2 separate regions of the Sus scrofa genome follow, and region 2 is linked to region 1. A link is a contact called in public Hi-C data. All regions are on one chromosome and are shown on one strand. The core of a region is the stretch at or near the end of the contact, and the rest is flanking DNA. Distances in the headings are between cores, read along the strand shown. Region 1 overlaps LOC102161554 (a long non-coding RNA gene). Region 2 overlaps SSH2 (protein phosphatase Slingshot homolog 2).

Region 1 (4,622 bases), core at 1,540-4,039:
CGTTTAGTTATTGAGGCATTGCTAAATGTCACTGTGCCAGGAGTGGATAACAAATGCCATGATAAGTGGTATACCAGGTGCTATGGGAACTCATTACAGGGTCACCTGAACCAGATGGGGGATGCCAAGAAAGTCTTCTTAGGAGTTATCTTGAGGCACCGTGGGTTAAGGATCCAGTGTCATCACTGCAGTACTGTTGCTTGGGTTAGTCCCTGGCCAGGAACTTCCACAGGCGGTGGGCATGGCCAAAAAAGGAAAAAAAGAAGAAAAGAAAAGAGGGAGTTCCCATTGTGGCGGAGAGGAAATGAATCCGGCTAGTATCCATGAAGATGCAGGTTCGATCCCTGGCCTCGCTCAGTGGGTCTGGGATCCAGCGCTGCCTCAGACTGTGATGTATTTGGCAGTCACAGATCCTGAGTTGCTATTGCTGTGGTGTAGGCCACCAGCTGTAACTCTGATTCAACCCCTAGCCTGGGAACTTCCATATACCCCAGGTGCGGCCCTAAAAAGCAAAAAAGAAAGAAAGGAGAAGAAAAGAAAAGAAAGCTTTCTTAGAGAAAGTAAACTCTACATTGGGACCAGATAGAGGAAGGGGAATAAAAAGAGCATAGCACATTCTAGGATCTGAAAGCAGCTTAATGAGGCTGCCAGAAAATGAGAGGGGATAGTAAGGTACAAGCAGCAACTACATTATTCAGGACCTAATAACTGTACTTACCATTTATCAACACAGAACTGACACTGTGCTGGGCATTTAATATTTACATATTGGCTTATTTAGTCCTCCCAACAACCCTATGAATTATTATTAGGAATAATTAGGAATAATTATTGTTTACATTTTTTAGAGGAGGAAACCAGGACTTGGTGAGATTTAGTAACTTTCTTATGATCACTTAACTAGCAACTGCCCAGACTGCTAAATTATACTTTGTGGCTGTATTAAGGATTACCATTTTTTATTTTAAGAGCAATAGGAAGGACTTCCTGTCATGGCTCAGTGGTTAACGAATCCAACTAGGAACCATGAGGTTGCAGGTTCAATCCCTGGCCTTGCTCAGTGGGTTAAGGATTCAGCATTGCCGTAAGCTGTGGTGTAGGTCGAAGACACGGCTCAGATCTGGTGTTGCTGTGGCTCTGGCGTAGGCTGGCGGCTACAGCTCCGATTAGACCCCTGGCCTGGGAACCTTCATGTGCCATGGATGCAGCCCTACAAAAGACAGAAAGACAAAAAACAAAACAAAACAAAAAAGAGTACATATGGAGTTCCCGTCGTGGTGCAGTGGTTAACGAATCCGACTAGGAACCATGAGGTTGCGGGTTCGGTCCCTGGCCTTGCTCAGTGGGTTAACGATCCGGCATTGCCGTGAGCTGTGGTGTAGGTTGCAGACGCGGTTCAGATCCCGCGTTCCTGTGGCTCCGGTGTAGGCGGGTGGCTACAGCTCCGATTCGACCCCTAGCCTGGGAACCTCCATATGCCATGGGAGCGGCCCAAGAAATGGCAAGAAGACAAAAAAAAAAAAAAAAAAAAAAAAATACACATGCACAATGGAATATTAATCAACCATTAAAAGGAATGAAATACTGGCATTTTTAGCAACATGGATGGACCTAGAAATTATCATGCTAAGTGAAGTCAGCCATACAATGAGACACCAACATTAATGCTTTCACTGACATGTGGAATCTGAAAAAAGGACAGACTGAATTTCTTTGTAGAACAGATGCTGACTCACAGACATTGAAAAACTTATGGTCTCTGGAGGAGACAGTTTTGGGGGTGGGGGGATGTGCTTGGGTTGTGGGATGGAAATCCTGTGAAATTGGATTGTTGTGATCATTATACAACTACAGATGTGATAAATTCATCTGAGTAATAAATTTAAAAAAAGGCAAAAAAACAAAACAAAAAGCAATAGGAAGCCCTTGAAGGATTTTTTTTCTTTTTTGGCCACACCTGCAGCATATGGAAGTTCCTTGGCCAGGGACTGAATCTGAGCTGCATCTGTGATCTGCACCACAGGATCAAATCCACACCTTCCCGGAGACAACCCTAGATCCTTAACCCGCGGTGCCATAGTGGGAACTCCCACCCTTGAAGGATTTTAAACAAATTTGTCCTTCAGAAAGATCACTCTGGTTGCAGAGTATAGAACAGATTCTAGGGAATAAAGGGGGACGCAGGGAGGCCCTTTGGGTTCCTATTGCAGACCAAGTGAGAGGTAGAGAGCTGGACCAAGGTGGTAACGGTGAAAAGAATGTATCCATTCTTTTATTACTCTGGTCAATACACATTTAATAAGCTCCCACTAAGAGTACCAGGCACCAGGGATGTAAAGATGAACAAGGTAGATGGGGTCCTGCCCTCACAAAGTTTAAGAGAATAGAGAGAGAAGTAGTAGAATTGAATGTGAGAGGGATGGAAAAGAGGAAGTCTGGGATGACCTATTGTCTTGTAGTGGCTTTATCACCCTCAACCTTTCCACTTCACTACTTCCCCTAAGGTTGTGCATGCTCAGGTCCAGAGCAAGGGGCTAACAGTTAAGAAAGACCAAAGACATTTAAGAAAGGGTTTTGTATGCCATTCTCATCAGCTCAGACTTTATTCTGGAGACTTTAGGGAGCCATTGAAAATGTGTAAGCAGGGAAATGGCTTGACCAGATAAGCATGTTAGCAAGATCAAGATTTATCCTTTCTGAAATTTACAGTTCCTGCAGATTGTACAGCCAGTGAGTGATAAAGCTCAAATTTTCTTTTCATATTCTGCCCTCTAGTGGCAAGAGTAAAAATAGCAGGTTCCAACTCGTCAGCTACAAGGAGCAGCCTACTTTGATTTGCCCGGGATGTCACCGCTCTTGTCCTGTTGTTGAGACAGTTTTCAGCAGAGACCATCCATTTATTCCAGGATTCCCCCGGCTCAATGGACACAGCTCTGGCTCAAATTATAGAAAGCCTTATGCTGAGCACACTCACCAGCCTGGTTTCCAACCTCCCACCCCCACCTCCACACTCTTCCTCTCTTCAATGCCCTTGCAATGGCAGATCTCTCAGGAGGCAGCCCTAAGGAGGCAGCCCTAAGGAGGCAGCAAAAGCGAACACTGCTGCCCTCAGGTGGAGACCTAGTGAAGTGCGCATTGCATTTTTCCTGGAACTACTCCCTCTCGGGCAGTCAATTCTTTAAACTTGGTATCTTACTGAGTTTCTGCTTCATTTACAACCGAGTTGTAAAGAGATAGTGCCCCCTTCTACTCTAGGACTCAAATTAAAGGAAGCAATGTGGAGGAGGAAAACGCTCCGTGAATTCAGCATTGTCATCATCACAATTACCAGTTAACTGACTCAGGAGAACAACTTTTCAAAGGCTCGAAAATAGAGAGTAGAGTAGAAATAGGCTAGTCTCCTCAAAGACATATCCTGTTTTCCTTGAAAAGAGTTGTTACCTTTCTCTCAAAACTTAATTCTTGTCCCTCTGCCCCAGGTTCCCTGTGCTTCTAAGATGGAGTTCTGATAATGTCTGTCTTAATGAAAGTCATATCCAAGTCTATGGATCTTGGAATTAAATACTGGAATCGCTTCTCAAAAATCCAGATTGATTCAACATCCTCTGGCAATGTTCCTTTGACGTTCTCGCCAATGCTAATGAACTTGGGCCACACTCTCCTCCAATCACTGACTCAGCACTTAAGGGCAAAGAGACCTTTTAAATCTCATCTCAGCTAAGACACTCCTTTACCTACTAAAAGGGTGATTTTGTGAACTAAACACTGGTGCTGTTTTTCTGATGGAGCACCCACAAGTATTCCAGAATTTCTTTTAAAGCAGAGCCTTTAAGATTTCTGACCGACAGAACCCTCCCCCGTTCAAGCCCTCTATTCACCCAGGAATTTTCGATGGAAATACTACTGCTGGCTAGAGTGGAGCAGCATACCAGTGCTGCTGAGAGCTGAGTGGCCGTTGCCATGGGGGCAAGAGTGTTTGTATAGAGCTGCTATACAAGGTAGTCAGCTTGGGGGCTGCTTCGATTCAGAAGATTCTAGAACTGAGCCAGCACTCTCATTTTACAGATGAGGAAATTGAGGCCCAAAGACTCAGTTCAATGACTTATCCAGGGTCCTAGGGCAAGTTAGAGACAGCGTTGTGCTCTTTGCAATAACACCTCACCCTTTACATTAGAGCACTCATGCTGGTTGAGTAGGTGCTCCTCCACCCATTTCCACTAATGTCACGGTGCTAGAACAGCACCGCCAGTTCCAGATAGAAATGCCAGGAAATGCAGAACTGGCAACAATGGGCATGTAAATATCTTTGCATATGTTTGCATCGAATTACATGTGCACACCAGTGGGTGACTGAGCTAGCTAGGTATTTGTATAGCTCTCTGAGTCCTGGAATTCCTTAAACCTCAGTTTCCTCACACATGAAATTCAGATAAGAAATAGTACCTTACCTCAAAGGATTAAATGAGATAAGGTCTTTAAAGCACTTACACACAGTAGCTGGCATATAATAAGTGTTGGATATTATTCTATTCCCATTATGTCTTTCAACAATGGACCGTGTCAGGGATTTCTTTTAAGGCACTGAGTTAAATGCTTCAATTTTTTTCATTTAATTTTCACAA
Region 2 (4,622 bases), core at 619-3,118, 360 kb before region 1:
TTCTAGAGATGGATGAAGATGATGCACTGGACTCCAAAGTCCAGACCTTTCATTAACTCTTTACTGACCAACTAATTCCTTCCTATTACCAGATATAGCAAATTTAGATATCTGTTTTCAGCGTGAGTTTGCAATATTTCAAGCCCCTCATTGCCTTGGCAACAACTTTAAGTTTTCTGGAAGGATCAACTAACAAAAAGTGATTCTGGGTTTAGACAGAATTTATAGTTTAGATTATTTCATTACTAGTAGTTTGAAAATTGCCAAACTCAATAGGAACAGAGATCTGAAAATTTATATAAAACAAAGATTTATTTCTTCTTGATTCTAGCCTGTGGTGAGGAGTAAGTAAAGTGAATTCTTCCTCATTTTTGCCTCTTTTCTCTTATAGTTCTCTTCTAATCTTTTCTCATGATATCTTATAATAGTGAAGTTGCTTTTTTTTTTTTTTTTTTTTTTTTTTAATGCTCTTTTATGGCTGCACCTGCAGCATATGGAGGTTCCCAGGCTAGGGGTCGAATCAGAGCTGTAGCTGCTGGCCTACACCACAGCAATGGGGGATTCAGCTGCCTATGCGACCTACACCACAGCTCACAGCAACACCGGATCCTTAACCCAATGAGGGACACCAGGGATCGAACCCCAATCCTCATGGATCCTAGTCAGGTTCCTTAACAGCTGAGCCACAAAGGGAATTCCTGAAGTTGCTTTTTTAAATTACTAATTTTGGCTCTAGAATACCTAAAGCAACTTTATATTAATGTTTTAGTGAAGTATTCACAAAAGCTAAAAATACTGATGCCTGAAAATATTTATTCTGATGAGACAGGAAGGACAAAAGATAAGGGAGCTAACCTTTACTGAGTGCCTGTGGGGGGGTGCCTGGGGCGGGGGAAGCAGTTCCTTTTGTAAGCCACTGCATAGTTTGTAGGAGAGAGAGAAATGAGATTCTCATTTTACCGAGAGCTGGTCCCAGGTCAAGTGGAAGGCTCTTCTCATTGAGTTGTTGCGAAAATCATTAAGGCTTAAACTCATGAAAGCACCAGGGAATAGGGTTTGGTGGGGAAAGCCCTACATACAGCAGGAGTCCTATCTAAGTGACATCACTTACAAGTGAGTTCATCAACATTCATTACTCTAAATGTTTCCACATCTGTACAGTGAGGATATAGTCTCTCCATCCTGTCTCTCTCTAGATCATTTGGCACGGTGATCTCGACCATTGCTGCACACTGGAATCACTGTGGAGCTTTGAAAAAAACTGCTTTCTAGATCTCAGCTTTAAGAAATTCCGACTTGATTGGTTAGTCCAGGGTGCAGATGGGCATTGGGAGTCTTTACATCTCTACAGGTGACTCGTATGTGTGGTTAAGGCTGTGAATCCTTGGTTAGGAAAGCCCTCGTGAATTTACTTACAAGGATAGCAGATGTTATCAACAGTGTAGATAGATTTTTTTTTTCCCCATCATAACCTCAACTCTTTTGCTTTAAACAACAACAAAAAATCCGGTTAATTTCTGCATTCTCCTAGCCCATGGCACATAGGAAGCCATGCATTTTGTGGGTGTACAGCCTTTTAAAGTTTTAAGATCATTTGAAAAAATAACGTTTGTTTGAGGTTCAAACAAAGCCAACTAAGAGGCAGGACCTTTCTGTTCAAACGTTCTAAAGAAATGTGAGCCTTTCCCCCGACCCCCGGCTCGCGTTACTCCAGGCGCGGCTTGCGGCCCACCCATGCTCCCCAGGCCCGCACGCGGTAGCGGGATCTGGTGGGTGCTAGGAGCTCCGGGGCGGGGCGCCGGCAGGGCCGACCCTCCAGCCTCGTAGGACCCGCCCCACCCCGCCCCGGACGTGAGTAGGGGCGGGCTTCTGGTAGCGCCCAGCCGCCGGGACTCCGGAGCCGAGCCCCAGGGCTGCGGCGGCTGCCTCCGCGCCACCCGGCGGACTCAGTTCCGCCGCCGGGATCCCGCGTTGTCCGCGCCTCCAGTCCCGCCGAGTTCAACGCGAGCGCCTTGTGCCCGAGCCGGGCGGGGGGCCAGGATGCGGAGCTGTGCGCCGTGAGCCAGCTCCATGACCCTGAGCACGTTGGTCCGCAAGAGGAAGGCGCCCCCCGCCTGCACCTGCAGCCTCGGTGGCCCGGACATGATCCCCTACTTCTCCGCCAACGCGGTCATCTCGCAGAACGCCATCAACCAGCTGTGAGTGCGCCGCGCGCCCTCCTGCCTTCCGCAACTCGGGAAGTTTGCTTTTCAGCAGCCGCTTTCCCCAGCGGCTGGGAGCAAGCAAGCGAGGGCGAAGTCTTACCCTGCGTGCTTGCAGGTCTCGGGGCATCCGGGGGCACAGTGGGGTGGAGGTGTAGTCCGAGGGTGAAGATGGACAGAAGAATCCTTTGCGAGAACTTGTGGTAAACTTTGAGAGACTGAAAAGTGAGGTCGCCCCAAGGAAGTTGTCGGTGATGACCGAGTGACAGCAGTATGCCTTTCGGGGCACTCGGGCTGAAGGGCGGTCAGTAGCCTCAGAACCGCCGGCCGGAAACCATGGGACTCCCTTGCGGGTCCTGCTGGTGCTCAGGCTCCCGTGTTTGTCATTTTAGTTTTTTGTTTCAAATAAGATTGCCTGTGACCATAGGCTTCGGTTGTAAACCGTGCATACAAAGAAAGGCAGTCCATTCTTGACACCCCCTGGTTGTAGCCTGGAATTATTTCAGAAACCTGGATGTTAATAGTTTGGTTCTTTTTCAGTCTTCGTCTGTAGTAGTGCGTGCTCACAACCCAAGCCTTCAATCGCTAAAGTGCAAGATTCAGTTGTATCTTTAATCACTGTTTTCAAAGTTTCTAGAGGTGTTCTTCCTTGCTATTGTGGTTTAGCTATTTTTCTGAGAACCGTGTGCTGAAGCTTGTGGTTAATCTCAAATCGCAGTTATAAAGGGCGAAGTGGAGGTACTCCCATCTATTCAAGTTGCATCCTTAAACTAGTTGAATAGTTTAGGGTTACTTTTAGATAACCAGCAGTTTGGTCTTTGAATTGTATTACCACTCACACTCTGAGTAGCTTCAAGGAGAGTCACCTTCTGAGGTTTTCCCAGACTCCTGGCCCTTAAGCAACTTCTCTCTTCCTCCCAGGGCAAGCCTGATGTACTTTTTAGTTTAATGTCCAATAGAAACTTTCCATCCTCTCTTATTAAATGTCCTCAGAGTAATGTGTAAAGTTATTTATAGATAATGTTAAATCAAATTTATTATTTTAATTAATGGTTTGTTCTCTTACCAAATCAGATTCATTTGCATTTCAGCTTTTTTCCTTTGTGTTGATTTATGGTGGTGCACCTAAAAAAAAAAAAATACTGAAAATGGATAACCAGTGTCTAAATAAGTGTTAACAATGCTTTAAAAAATAAAGTACTGGAAGCAACCCACATGTCTATTAGTGGATACATGGATAAACAGAATGTGGTATATAATACAACTGAATATTATTCAGCCTTAAAAAGGAAAGCAATCTGGAGTTCCCGTTGTGGCCCAGCAGAAAAGAATCCAACTAGTATCCATGAGTATGTGGGTTCAATCTCTGGCTTCGCTCCTTAGGTTAAAGATCGGGTGTTGCCCTGAGCTGCAATGTAGGTTGCAGACACTGCTCAGATCCTGTGTTGCTGTGGCTGTGGTATAGGCCAGCAGCTGTAACTCTGTTTTGGCCCCTAACCTGGGAAGTTCCATATGCTGCATCTGTGGACCTAAAAAGCAAAAAAAAAACCACAAAAACAAAAAAAAGGGGGGGGGAATCCTGACATTTGCCATAATACAGATAAACTTTGTAGACATGCTTCTAAGTGAAAAAAAAGCCAGTGATGGTACAAATATTGTATGATTCCACTTATGCGGGGGAACTACAGTAGTCTGGTTGCCAGGAGTTGGAAGAGGGGACTAGGAAGATTGTGTTTAATGGGTGCAGAGTTTCATTTGAGGAAGAAGAAAAAGTTATAGGGATGGGTGGTCGTGATGGTTGCACAGCATGGTGTGGATGTGTTTAATGGCACTGAACTGTACACTTAAAATGGCTAAGATAGCAACTTTTATATATTTAACTACAGTTTAAATAAAAGATTAAACAAAATTTAAAAGGCAGAGCTTCTAGGCTTTATGGGGGGAAAGGAGTTTTGAATTCTTCTTCCTTGTGTAGTCAAGCAAGTACAGAATTTCTTTTCCCACTAATTAACATCTTTGGGTAAGTCATTTGACTTCAGTTTCTTAAACCGTATACTGACCCCAGAAGATCGTAAGAGATTATGTATGTGGTAATTTACAAACTATAAATTTCTGCACAGAAACGTGAGTATTTGAAATTAAGCAATAACTAATAGCTGCCATTTATTGACCGTTTGTCACTGTGCTAAGAGTTTAATGTGTATTATTATCTCATTTAACTGTCACAGCAACAGTATGAAATGAACTAATTTCTTCTATTGACACATAATGAAGCTGAGACTTAGCGAAGTCAAGTAATCACTCAAGACCACATAGCTAGTAAATGATAAAACTGTCCTTAGAATCCAGAACTGTTTCCTAGGCCAGTACTTTTAACTACTATGAGGATGATATTCTGTCTTGATAGTTGCAAGGTCATTT

The links. A called contact is a pair of places that touch in the nucleus more often than the background predicts.
Region 2: a Hi-C map of embryonic fibroblasts shows a contact between it and region 1, with 2.1 times the contacts expected there. The contact joins two enhancer-like sites. A contact is called at or near these places in 2 of 47 Hi-C or Micro-C datasets (embryonic fibroblasts and omental adipose tissue).

What each region holds. Positions count from the first base shown.
Region 1 is chr12:45,572,713-45,577,334 of Sscrofa11.1, reverse strand. All of the region lies in intron 2 of LOC102161554 (a long non-coding RNA gene), which reads right to left. Among named protein-coding and RNA genes, the nearest start is that of TAOK1, 22 kb to the left of the region's middle. Within about 2 kb of position 2,789, at least 30 of the 83 cell types and tissues checked have an H3K27ac peak or open chromatin away from gene starts, as enhancers often do. A contact at or near this core is called in embryonic fibroblasts, where this site is marked.
Region 2 is chr12:45,929,302-45,933,923 of Sscrofa11.1, reverse strand. All of the region lies in intron 3 of SSH2 (protein phosphatase Slingshot homolog 2), which reads left to right. Among named protein-coding and RNA genes, the nearest start is that of CORO6, 120 kb to the right of the region's middle. Within about 2 kb of position 1,868, at least 69 of the 83 cell types and tissues checked have an H3K27ac peak or open chromatin away from gene starts, as enhancers often do. A contact at or near this core is called in embryonic fibroblasts, where this site is marked.